Regions from separate parts of the Mus musculus genome. Here region 1 is linked to region 2. The links are chromatin contacts, called in public HiChIP or PLAC-seq maps. All regions are on one chromosome and are shown on one strand. Each heading gives the region's core, a stretch centred on a gene start, on an enhancer-like site or on the middle of the called end of the contact. The rest is flanking DNA. Distances are from core to core; before and after follow the strand shown. Region 1 overlaps Hmgcll1 (3-hydroxymethyl-3-methylglutaryl-Coenzyme A lyase-like 1). Region 2 holds the start of Hmgcll1 (3-hydroxymethyl-3-methylglutaryl-Coenzyme A lyase-like 1).

Region 1 (5,280 bases), core at 228-2,727, 46 kb before region 2:
AATAAAGAATGATTTGTCCTCCACAGTAGAATGAGCACTGGGACAGGTGACAGGGGCTCCTGGTTGGTGTGTACCTTGATCCTACTTTTAAGTGTTAGAGTGACTTGTACAAAAAAGAATGCTACAATCTTTTATGTACATTTTTTTCTACTCTTGTAAAGAAAACTCACTTCTATCCCTTTGGGAAGACTTCTTATCCATGTGTTGCAATAGGTAAACGCTTCATCAGGGACAAATAATATGTAAAATTGACCCATTTCATTTGATACATACATGCATACACACATACTCACACACACACATAGTGTATTATATGCTTAATTTATTTTTTATTTTCAAACAAAGTAGCATTCATGTGAATAAAAACAAAAATGTTAATATCTAACACAAAAATTTAGTTCACTTTAGAGATTATGATAGTCACAATAATTTCAATAGCTTACGATTAACAGACACATTCCAAATGTGCAGGAAATCTGTTTTTAATGTGTTTTCTTTCTCATGCTATTGTGTGTTCCATCTAAGCGAGGGGCTACCTGGACTAACTTCAAATATTCTTATGTTACATGTCACTCTAAGGAAATCTTTTTCCAGATAACTTATAAAGAACATGTATTTCTTAATGGCAGGCATTTTATCATCTGTGATCATTTAAATTATAGGTGTAGGATCCTGTTTTATATGGCACCCTGCTACTGCGGACCTTTTCTTTAAGCTATGTGAGTTAGACAGCTCCTGCCAAACAAAACAGTGGGAGGGGAAAAAAAAAGCTTTAAAATGCTAAAAAAAGAAATAAGTGAAGAAGCAGCAATCTAAACATTAGCTGGAGGACTATTCCCATGACCCGCGTCTGATGCACAATCAGCTCCAGGGAAGCACAGGACTCACAGAACACTATCAGACCTCATACATTGTCTTTAGAAACAGAAATCACTCAGGCAACACATACGCAGCTGCTATAGCAAAATTACGAAATGCTAACCTCAGATACTATTTTAAAGGTCTGTACTATGTGATGTTCTTCTAGAAGGAGAATGAAAGAACTTAGAGAAATTTTTAAAATGTAAGTGCAGTTAAATCTAAACCATCCATGCAAAGAAGCCCAAACTACAATGTGTGTGTGTGTGTGTGTGTGTGTGTGTGTGTGTGTGTGTGTGTATCCATAAGGCTGCCTTAGGGAAAACACCCCATGTGTACTGTAAGGTAAAGCTAGGCTACTGTGACTTTGAGAGGTGAAGTTTGTAATATTTGTCTTTGATTCGGGAACACTGCTCTTTTGTGGCTATGTGATTTATGTAAATCACTTTTTTCTTTAGATACATGTAACCATATGAGGTTTAAAACAAGCACACACTAATAAAACTCATGATGGAAAACATTATTGAACACTAGTCAGGAGGTAGGCCCCACGATCATGTACACACAGGGACCATTGATGTGACTGACCCTTTGTGGTTACCCACATCCTGTACTGCAGGAATGTGTGCTAGGCTTTCTAAGGTTCAGAGAGGTTAAATCACTTACTCAAAGGCATGGCACACTGTGGATAAGGGCACAATTCTAGAACCATCTCCCCTCATCACAGATATCCTCAGGAGCTATGCGAAGCAATTCAGTCAACTTATTTAATATTACTTTAGGTTTAAAATGGGCTCATTAATTTTCAGTAGGCTAATCCCAGATTCAACTTGGGACCACATGCAGAATAAATTATGTCATTTTGTATTCCCATCCAGTATATTTATTTAAGCAAGGTCAGGAGGCATGATCCAGTTCCTTCTTATAGGGAGTCTTCCTTTCATTTTCTTTTGTCATATTTTCTTGTCATTAGCTACAAGAGAGTAAGTGTGGCCTTTTAGAGATTGCTCTATTCTTATTCTTTCAGATGTCTCTGTGAGCATCATCTGTGAGTCTGAAGGATAGTCTATAAATCAATTTTTATTATTATATAATAGTAATAGCGTGAAGTCATGGGCATCATCTTATTAGGAAAAGAATATTTTGTATGCAACTTTTTTTTAGAATTTTTTTCTATTATTATTTTTTTAATTAGGTATTTTCTTCATATACATTTCCAATGCTATCCCAAAAGTCCCTCATAACCTCCCCCCACCACTCCCCTACCCACCCACTCCCACTTCTTGGCCCTGGCATTCCCCTGTACTGAGGCAGATAAAGTTTGCACGACCAATGAGCCTCTCTTTCCAGTGATGGCCGACTAGGCCATCTTCTGATACATATGCAGCTAGCAACTTTCTTAAAATCACTGGGAAATTATAGAATTTTGATAATATCAAGATTTAGTATTTGAAATGAAAATTTAGTTATTTATTATTAATATTAGCAAGACCTATGCACTCTCCTGTTGGGGTTAGTATGGTACTTCTATGTATTCAAATACTAAATATTGTATCCCAACATATGCTTGCCTCAGGAAGAGCAAATTCTCACACACACCAGCTTTTATTGTGCAAACCTTGCCAAGTTATTCCTGATTGGTTAATAAAAATGCTGCTTCACTTAGGGTTTCCATTGCTATGAAAAGACATCATTACCAGGGCAACACTTATAAACACAAATATTAATTGGAGCTGGTTTATGGTTTCAGAGGTTTGATACATTATCATCATAGCAGGAAAAATAGCAACGTCCAGGAAGAAATGGTGCTGGAGAAGAAGTTGAAAGTTCTGCATCTTGATTTGACAAAGACAACCAGGAGAAACTGGCATCCTCGGGCAGTTAGGAGGATGCTCTCTTTCACAGTGGGTAGAGCTTGAAGATAGGAAGAGAACTCCAAAGCCCACCCCCACATGACACATTTCCTCCAACCAGGCCACACCTCATAACAGTACCACTCCCTATGAGCCAAGCATATTCAAACTATCAAAGATGCCTATAGCCTGGGCTGAGCAGAAGAGAAGTGGGCAAAGCTGTGGCTCCTGGGCTTGGGGTATCAGGTAAGGACCATGATGGGAGATGAGAGGACAAAGAAGGAAGTTGCTATGGAGGAAGTTAGCATGGATCATAAGTATGTGGCCACGAGGGCTGGCCTGATGAAGCAGGAAAAGTGCAAATGGAACAGATGCCCATATTTATGGGGATTTGGGCAGAGGAAACTGACAAGATAACTTAGAGGGTTGATATCTGCCAAGCTGTGGTGCTTTCAAATGGTCTCTATGTCTTCTATTTGGGAACTAAATGGTCTGAAGTAGTGTAGAAACCCCTAGTAGATATTTAAAGGCAACAAAAAGGTATAGCAAACCCCCAGAATCTTAATAACCACTACACTCTCCTAATTTTATAACTATGCCAGTGTGTCCTCTCTTCCCAAATGTAATTGAATGTGTAAAACAGCATGAAATGATCTATAAACAGAATAACTTCTTCAATTCTTAAAGATGATGAAAATTTCTTGCAGTCCCTTAAAAATCAATGTCAGCTGGTGAAATATTTTTGTTTCTCAAAATAATCAGGAAAACATATTTATATCAAGTAATGTGTTCTTCGAAGGAAGATATCTGTATACTTAATTATATGATAACAGATATACACATAAAAGGCAGGGCTGCTTACCTATACAAGAAAATTGCAAAGAATATGTTGCCATTCCTTCAAGCTGACTGATTCACTATTCATTTCACAGTGATTTTACTGTATACCTCCCTGCTATAGCCAAGCACTGAGGATGATGAACCAAAGAGGCATTATCTTCACACAACTTACGGTACAAATAGTAAATGATCAGAGAAGATTTATAAATATATAGAGAGGTTTATGACTTAAGTACCAACAGTGACTTGAAGGAAAATCACTATCTGACAAGAAATTAGAGTAACTCCGTAAAGAGTCTGTGATTCCTAACCACATAGTGTTTTCTGTTACATCAAATGCATCCCAGCCAAAAGGACTCAGAGTTTTTGCCATTTCACATCATACTGTTAGAACTGCCGGAAAATACAGACATTGAGAGGTAACTAAGCAAATGTGTGTGTAAAGTGCCTTGTATGATAGTACCCTGTCTAAATGCCAGGAAAATAGGAACAAGAATCGGTTCAGGTTAGCAGGAGTTTCAGCAAAGTGAATTAATTGTATTAATAGAGCTCAGGGTTACTAGGAAAACTGGAGTCACATACAAAGACTTGAGTGTGTGTTTTCCAGGCTCTTCCAGTGAGAAGGGAATTTTTAAAGAGTTAGAATGTGTTTCTCAGATATATTCCTGGAAGCCTATTTTAGTCTCTATAAGTAAGATATATAAGGAATGGAGAACGATGCTTACGTACTCCATGTAATATCTTGTGGGTTTGTGGATTGTGGGTCGGTAATACATCTGTGGAATTGAAACAAGTATAGAATATAAAGGAGATTAACCTCTTGCACATTTATTTGTGTGTTTGTTTGCTTTGTGTGGGTGTGGTTGGGTATGGGGGGGTGCATGGGTGTGCATGTGTGTGTAAGTATGGGTGTGTTATCATGTGCAGGAGTTAGTTCTCTGCTTCACTACATGGATTCTGGTGACTGAACTCCGGTTGTCAGGCTTGGTGCCAAGTTCCCTTACCCACGAGCCATCTTACCAGCCACAGAGACATTTTATGAGCTTTTCTCCCTCTGCGGACAGTATATTTAAGTAACCTCCCTATAAATTTTCTTGTATTAGTACCAAGGTTGGAATGGTGTACTCTAAATAGTACCTACATCATCATGAAAGATCCCAGCAATGAGCTAATGAGCTAGTAAGAGGAGACAGGAAATGGTTTTCTTCCTTCTTCTTCTGTCTGTCATAGTGGATACAGTGTAAAGACAGCGATGTGAAACTAGAAATCAAGGCTTCACAGACCACAGATCTGTCAGCATCCTGATTTCAGATATTCCAGACTCTAGAACGGGTAGATAGACCTCTGACATCTGAACCTGCTTGATCTTCCATGACTAACTAACTTGGTTATGCAGCCATAACTAACCAAGACAGCAACTAATTAGGTATAAAAGGTAATGCCTGGGAGAATCAAGCACAGGATTCTGAGGGGAACAGATGAGCTCTCGGCATAAGGCAGTGTGTGATCGTAATAAGCCTGGATTTGAAGCTGATGACATAGAGATGTCAGTGTCCAGTCCAGTTGAAGTTCATCAGAAAAGCAAGCCTTTTCTTCCTCAATGGAGCAACTATTGGCATGAGAGACACAGTAAAGAGAGAGATGAACTTTCAGGCATGAAAACAGAAGAAAACAAGTAATTAATATGAAATCAGCTGACTAAAGCGAGCAGAGGACAATAGGAACATGG
Region 2 (5,528 bases), core at 1,881-4,380:
AGGGAACATGGTTTGTAGAGACCTCAAAGAGGGCCTCTGTGGGGGAAAAAAGGGCAAGAATAAAAGTGAATAGTTTAAAATGAGATGAATGAAGGACTACTGGGGGTTCGTAGTTCTGTTTATCTATTTCTAGAAATAATGGAATTCACAGATGGTTGTGAAACAGGGTTAATGGATGACTTTACTTGAAATACAGAACCTCTCAACTGTGTATACAGAGGGCTGAAGGGGGAAAACAGAAATTAACAAGAGAAAGGCACAGTTGCCTCATACAGAGGCCACATAAAGCTAATTTAAAAGGGTAGTGCTGATGAACTTGGGAAATAAATACACTTGAAAGGATTTAAAGAATGAAATTCCAGGACCCTGTAATGCTTTGAAAGTAACAGAACGGAGCCCTCTGTTTGGAGCTTGTGGGGTGAGTTGTGAAGAGATTGCAACCGGAAATCTTGGAGAGAACCCACATGTGGGAAGTGTATTACTAAGTGTTTTGATTATCATGATAAAACGCCATGACCAAAATCAGCTCAGCCCGAGGAGGAAAGGACTTATACCTTATACTTCCATATCATAGTTCACTACTGAAGGAAGTCAGGGTAGAGACCAAGGCAGGAACAAATGCAGAGATAATGAAGATGGCTACCTCCTGGCTTGACTTTCATGGCTTGCTCAGACTACTTTCTTGTAGCACCTAGGACCACCTATCTTCTGCTCAGGGATAGCTCTGCCTTACAGTAAGCTGAACCACTCCATATCAATCATAAACAACATATCAGGCCCATCTAGGGGACACATTTTCTACATTGAGTGTTCCTCCCCTTACATGACTTCCAGAATGTATTAAAATTAAGTACGTGGGAGGACTTCTCTGTGCAGACCAGGGATGATTTTCCACAGAAAAATAGCCAGCAGAGAGAGAGAGAGAGAACATGGATGCAAGTTGGAAATGTGGAGTATCACTTTCTGTTAAGATATCCAAGTATAGACAAAAGCTCAGAAGTGAGAAGAGGATATAAAACCAAGAACTGGGATATAAACAATAGCCAGGAGGGTGAGAGGAGATAAGCCATAGGACAGACAGGCATGATGATCCAGACAGACAGAAGCCACTGAGCTCAGCAAGGACACAGGAAAAAGAGACCTGGACCAAGTACATGCTTTGTAAGACATAACTGAGGGGCAAATGGAAGTGTCTCAGTCAGAAAAGTTGGCGGGTGTTAAGATAACTTAGAGCGTCTTCCAGAAAAGCACATAAGAGTCTGAAAGCCGTGACCTTACATAGCCTCAGCAGTAATCTTCGAAGCTCTCATTTTCCCCGAACAAATCAGAACACTGGAGCATACACACCACTCTACGGATCACCCAAGCAATAGTCACATGACTTCATCCCGAAAAGTAAATGTTAGGGATTCTTGGTTGCGTAAGACAAACTGACCGCTAAAGAATGTTGAGAACATTCCAGGAAGTTCAAACCAGACTCCATGGAAATCAGCCACCGTGAGGACATGAGAGAAGATAAAGCATGGCTCTCCACTTCCCTGTTGTCACCATCAGGTCTCACCAGAGGGTCCTGGTCAATCCTTCTGAGCCTTATTAGTAAAAGCGGATTCACTGTGGCCCTTGCACGTGTGCATATTGTGGGCTGTGATCATATTCATAGCCTCATTTCCCCCACTCACCTGCTCCTTCCTCCTGATGCTTGCCATGTCTCCTAACTCCACCCCACCCCCACCCCCAATTTTCTCCTCTTGGTATTTATGTCCCTTCCTTAGGCGACAGAGAAACAGGCGATATTAGTTGTTTGGGCTCTGGCTTATTTCCAGGCATCTACCTACAAATGACTTGATTTTGTTCATCTCTCTGAATAATAAACCATTGGGTAATTATGCCATATCTTCTGTATTGTATCCAGCCATCTGTTGATAGGCAGAATGCCCATTCTAGGACTTGGCTCTTGCAAATAGCTCCAGTCTCATACTCTAATTAATGGGGAGCAAACTATTTATAAAACCACCCACGAATGCTAAGTCCTACTTGTAGATCGAAGGCTTCGATTTCACATGTTGGAGCACTGAACTGAGACCACACCATAAGGATATGAATAACTCCTGTCAGAACTGTTGGTGTAACATCACATAACAAAGCTAGGCCAGCCCACTAAAATAAAAAAAAATAACAAGAACTACACTGTTCACAAAGTGAACAGGTGCCTAGAATTAAAAGGCTAATGATACCTAAGGCCTCACAAAGCCCTTGACTCATAACAGGTTTCAACATTTAGGTAACGACCATTACTGCTGTTTCCTGTTATGTTTAAAGTTTACGGTTTTATGTGAAAAGGAAATTTCTTTATATACCTTATGCTCACTTAACTGGCACGTTTGTTGGTAGTACATGGAATCATAAATACATAAACAATGAGTTGTCTTTATGAAGCTCTCAGGAAAATGCAGGAATAATTTTAGTCTGTAATGGTTTTATTCAAGCTTGTTTAATTTCATTAAGCAAAAACACTGTAGGGATAGTCAATGCTCTAACATACCATGTGATTTTAATCGTCGTCCTGTGCCTTCCTAGTGTGCCCTAGCTTCATCCTCTTTCTACCACACAAGGTGATATGTTTGTAGTCTGTTACACATTACAAGGAAGAAAGTGAGAACAAAAGCACCGCCCTTCCAAGAACACGCACAGACATGATCACTCCTGTTGGCGACCTGCAAAAGGCCTGGGGTAGGGAAACTGCTAGGCCAGCAAGGATGCGCCTGCTGTTCACAGCTGAGAAGATGAGAGGCTTTTCAGCCACAGACCCACACACTGACAATAGAACGGGCCTCAGGCAGGACCCTGGCTTACAGAGGTGACACAGACAAAAGGGATGACGGGAGGTGGATGGGGGTAGGGACGCCCTAGGCCCAAGGTGGTACCTGCGCCGCATCCAGCGCCCCTGCCACTGAGTCTCCGCTCCAGAGATGTTCGCGGAGAAGCTGCTGGTAGTTGAGGCAGTGCTTCGCAGCAGATGGTAGATTCCCCATAGCAGCAGCCTAGGTGCCGTGGGCGGTGCTGGATCCCACGGCCGGAGCCGAGAGCCGGGTGAGAGCCGGGAGCGCGTCCCGCGGGTGCCCGGGGTCCGAGCTGCACTGCGGCGGCGCGGTTCCTGGGCAACGCCCAGGCAGGGGTGTAGCGGGCACCTGAGTCCCGCGCTGAGAGCCAGATCCTGGATGGGGACAGTTAATTGAGGCAGGGTGGCACTCCCCCCCCCCCTCCGTAAAATATGGTGCTCTCAGGGCTGATTGTCTGCAGGTGCTCGCCTGAGTCAGAGCTCTAGGCAGGACCCAGGCCTCTGAGAGGAAGAAGCACTGGGCTCTCTACAGACATTCTCTCCTTCCCAGCCACAAGCCTGTAGGGTTGGCACTGTGAATCGGTTTGAGTTTATGTCAAAACTCTATTTAAAATTGCCGAGGCGCTTTGTGGTATTAAAAAACACAAACCCTAAATTAAGGGCGAGGGAGGGGGGTATATCGGAGGTAAACAAGCAAACCAAGAGTTGTCAGTAAGCCGATGGTGCAAGATAAATGTTGAAATGCTGAATTCTTTTTCGCTGTTTTACATTTATTGGTTTTAGTGGTTGTCTCCTTCCACTGTCACATGGGGTTAGGACTAGAACTTAACTGTCTGCTTCGGCGTCACCACAAGTTCCTTTACTATCCCCCTGGGTATGAAGAACTGTTTTTTTAAGAAGAAGAAAAAGAAGAAGAAGAAGGAGGAGGAGGAGGAGGAGGAGGAGGAGGAGGAGGAGGAGGAGGAGGAAAGAAAGAAAAAAGCAATAACTAAATTCATAAAGGCTTTTCTTTCATTCAAACAAAAACAACCTGTCAGAAGTTAGAAGTAATTATAAATTAAATAAATTTTAATGTATATATTTATAAAATATTTATAATATAAATGTATATTTAGTTTCTATATAAGTATGTTTGATTTATATATAAGTTTATATATTATAAATATAAATTATTGGATTTATATGATAGCCTTGGAATCAGATAACCCCTGCTTCATTCGGCCTACTTCATAAGCACACTTAGATTGCAACACTCTAATGCTCTTCAGCGTGGAGTCCATAGCTTGCAGCTGATAGCACACAATCGTCAGGAACAGTCTTGTGCAGGGAGAGCTAGCTGGCCCTACTGTTTCCACAGCTAGGAGGAATCAAGAGCGCCCAGGTGCACAAGCTTGCACAAAGGATGGCGTATATATACAACGACTAACTTCTGAGACATAATATGAACAGATTTTGAAGGGATTCACCACCCAGATTGGATAAAGAATATTTTTATTAATTCCTTGGCAATTTCATACAAGATCTTTTGAACACATTCACGCCCTGTACTCCAAATCCTCCCAACCACCTCTTCATCCCTTTTATCCAACTTTAGGATAGCTTGTTACATTTTTTTCCCCCCATCAAGTCCTGTTTGTGTTGCCCAACTATTTTGGGTAAAGGGAACTGCCCTGGTGGGTGCGCAACTGACTCTCCCTTTCTAAGCAGCCATCCGGTGCCAACAGCTAGCTACTCAGTGGGATCTCATACCTACTTTCCCGGCTCTCCCCCGGGCTTTTGTCTGGCTGGTGTTTGTGCTGGTCTTGTGCATGCTGTTAACAGTTGCTATGAGTTTGTTTATGCAACTACCCTGTTGTACCCGGAAAACACTATTTCCTTGATGTTATCCTCTGCCTGGGGTTCTTACAGTCTTAATGTTCTCTCTTCCCTGAGCCCTGGGGGTTGGAGTGTGATATGTACATCCCTTTTAGAGTTGAGCAATGAATAATCTTATTTTCTGTACACAAGCCTAAAAAGATCGAGATAACACCGAGCTTTGAGGCACATGGTGCAGTTCTCTCTCCTCATTGGATAGGTTGACCTGGGAGCCCCAGCTCTGTAGAGAATGCTCTGTGGTTACAAGTATACACAGTTCTTTGGCGTCCATGTAGGTGGCTCCCAGACACCTATAACATCTAGCCCCAGGGGAATCTGACTCTTCTAGCATCTGGGGAACCCCTACTGACATGCACATACACACAGATTCTCCATTTTATTTTGTCTTTTAAGAAAACACAAAAATAGATTTAAAGTTAAAAATAATAATAAAAATAAAGAAACCTGGATTCCAAACCTAGTGTCCTGGAGCATAACTATAATCATATTGCTTAGGAAGGTAAGGTAGAAAAATGACTGTAAGTTTAAGGCCAGTCTAGGCTAGATAGCTAATTCCAGGCCAGCTGTGTCTACAAAGAAAGAGCCTGTGTCATACCATCAAGAATGAAATGGGCTCCACAAGCCAGTAGACATAACATCGCTGGGCAATCACATGGATGTTTAATGCTATATTTCAAACCTAAACTCTATTTTTTTTCTACCTTACATAACTAAGCTATTTTTGTTTCAGTGTTCCAATAATTTAAACATAAAAGATATGAACACCTACGGAAAATTAAAATGAATCAGATTTCCTGTTTTTTCCATGATTTTA

Evidence for each region. HiChIP or PLAC-seq counts read pairs in DNA pulled down with a chosen protein or histone mark.
Region 1: an HNF4G HiChIP or PLAC-seq map of pancreatic cancer cells shows a contact between it and region 2. The contact joins the enhancer-like site here to the promoter of Hmgcll1 in region 2. A contact is called at or near these places in 3 of 39 promoter capture datasets (the C10 cell line, liver and pre-B cells), 3 of 484 Hi-C or Micro-C datasets (the C10 cell line, nephron progenitors and pre-B cells), 4 of 115 datasets of contacts at active chromatin or transcription factors (embryonic fibroblasts, large pre-B cells, neural progenitor cells and 1 more) and 4 of 9 other capture datasets (adipose tissue, embryonic stem cells, liver and 1 more).

Annotation. Positions count from the first base shown.
Region 1 is chr9:76,057,313-76,062,592 of GRCm38.p6, reverse strand. All of the region lies in intron 3 of Hmgcll1 (3-hydroxymethyl-3-methylglutaryl-Coenzyme A lyase-like 1), which reads right to left. Among named protein-coding and RNA genes, the nearest start is that of Hmgcll1, 45 kb to the right of the region's middle. Within about 2 kb of position 1,477, at least 14 of the 459 cell types and tissues checked have an H3K27ac peak or open chromatin away from gene starts, as enhancers often do. A contact at or near this core is called in pancreatic cancer cells, where this site is marked.
Region 2 is chr9:76,012,579-76,018,106 of GRCm38.p6, reverse strand. Hmgcll1 (3-hydroxymethyl-3-methylglutaryl-Coenzyme A lyase-like 1) reads right to left here and starts at 3,130. Exons shown (of 9, transcript NM_173731.2): 1 at 2,925-3,130. The coding sequence starts at 3,032.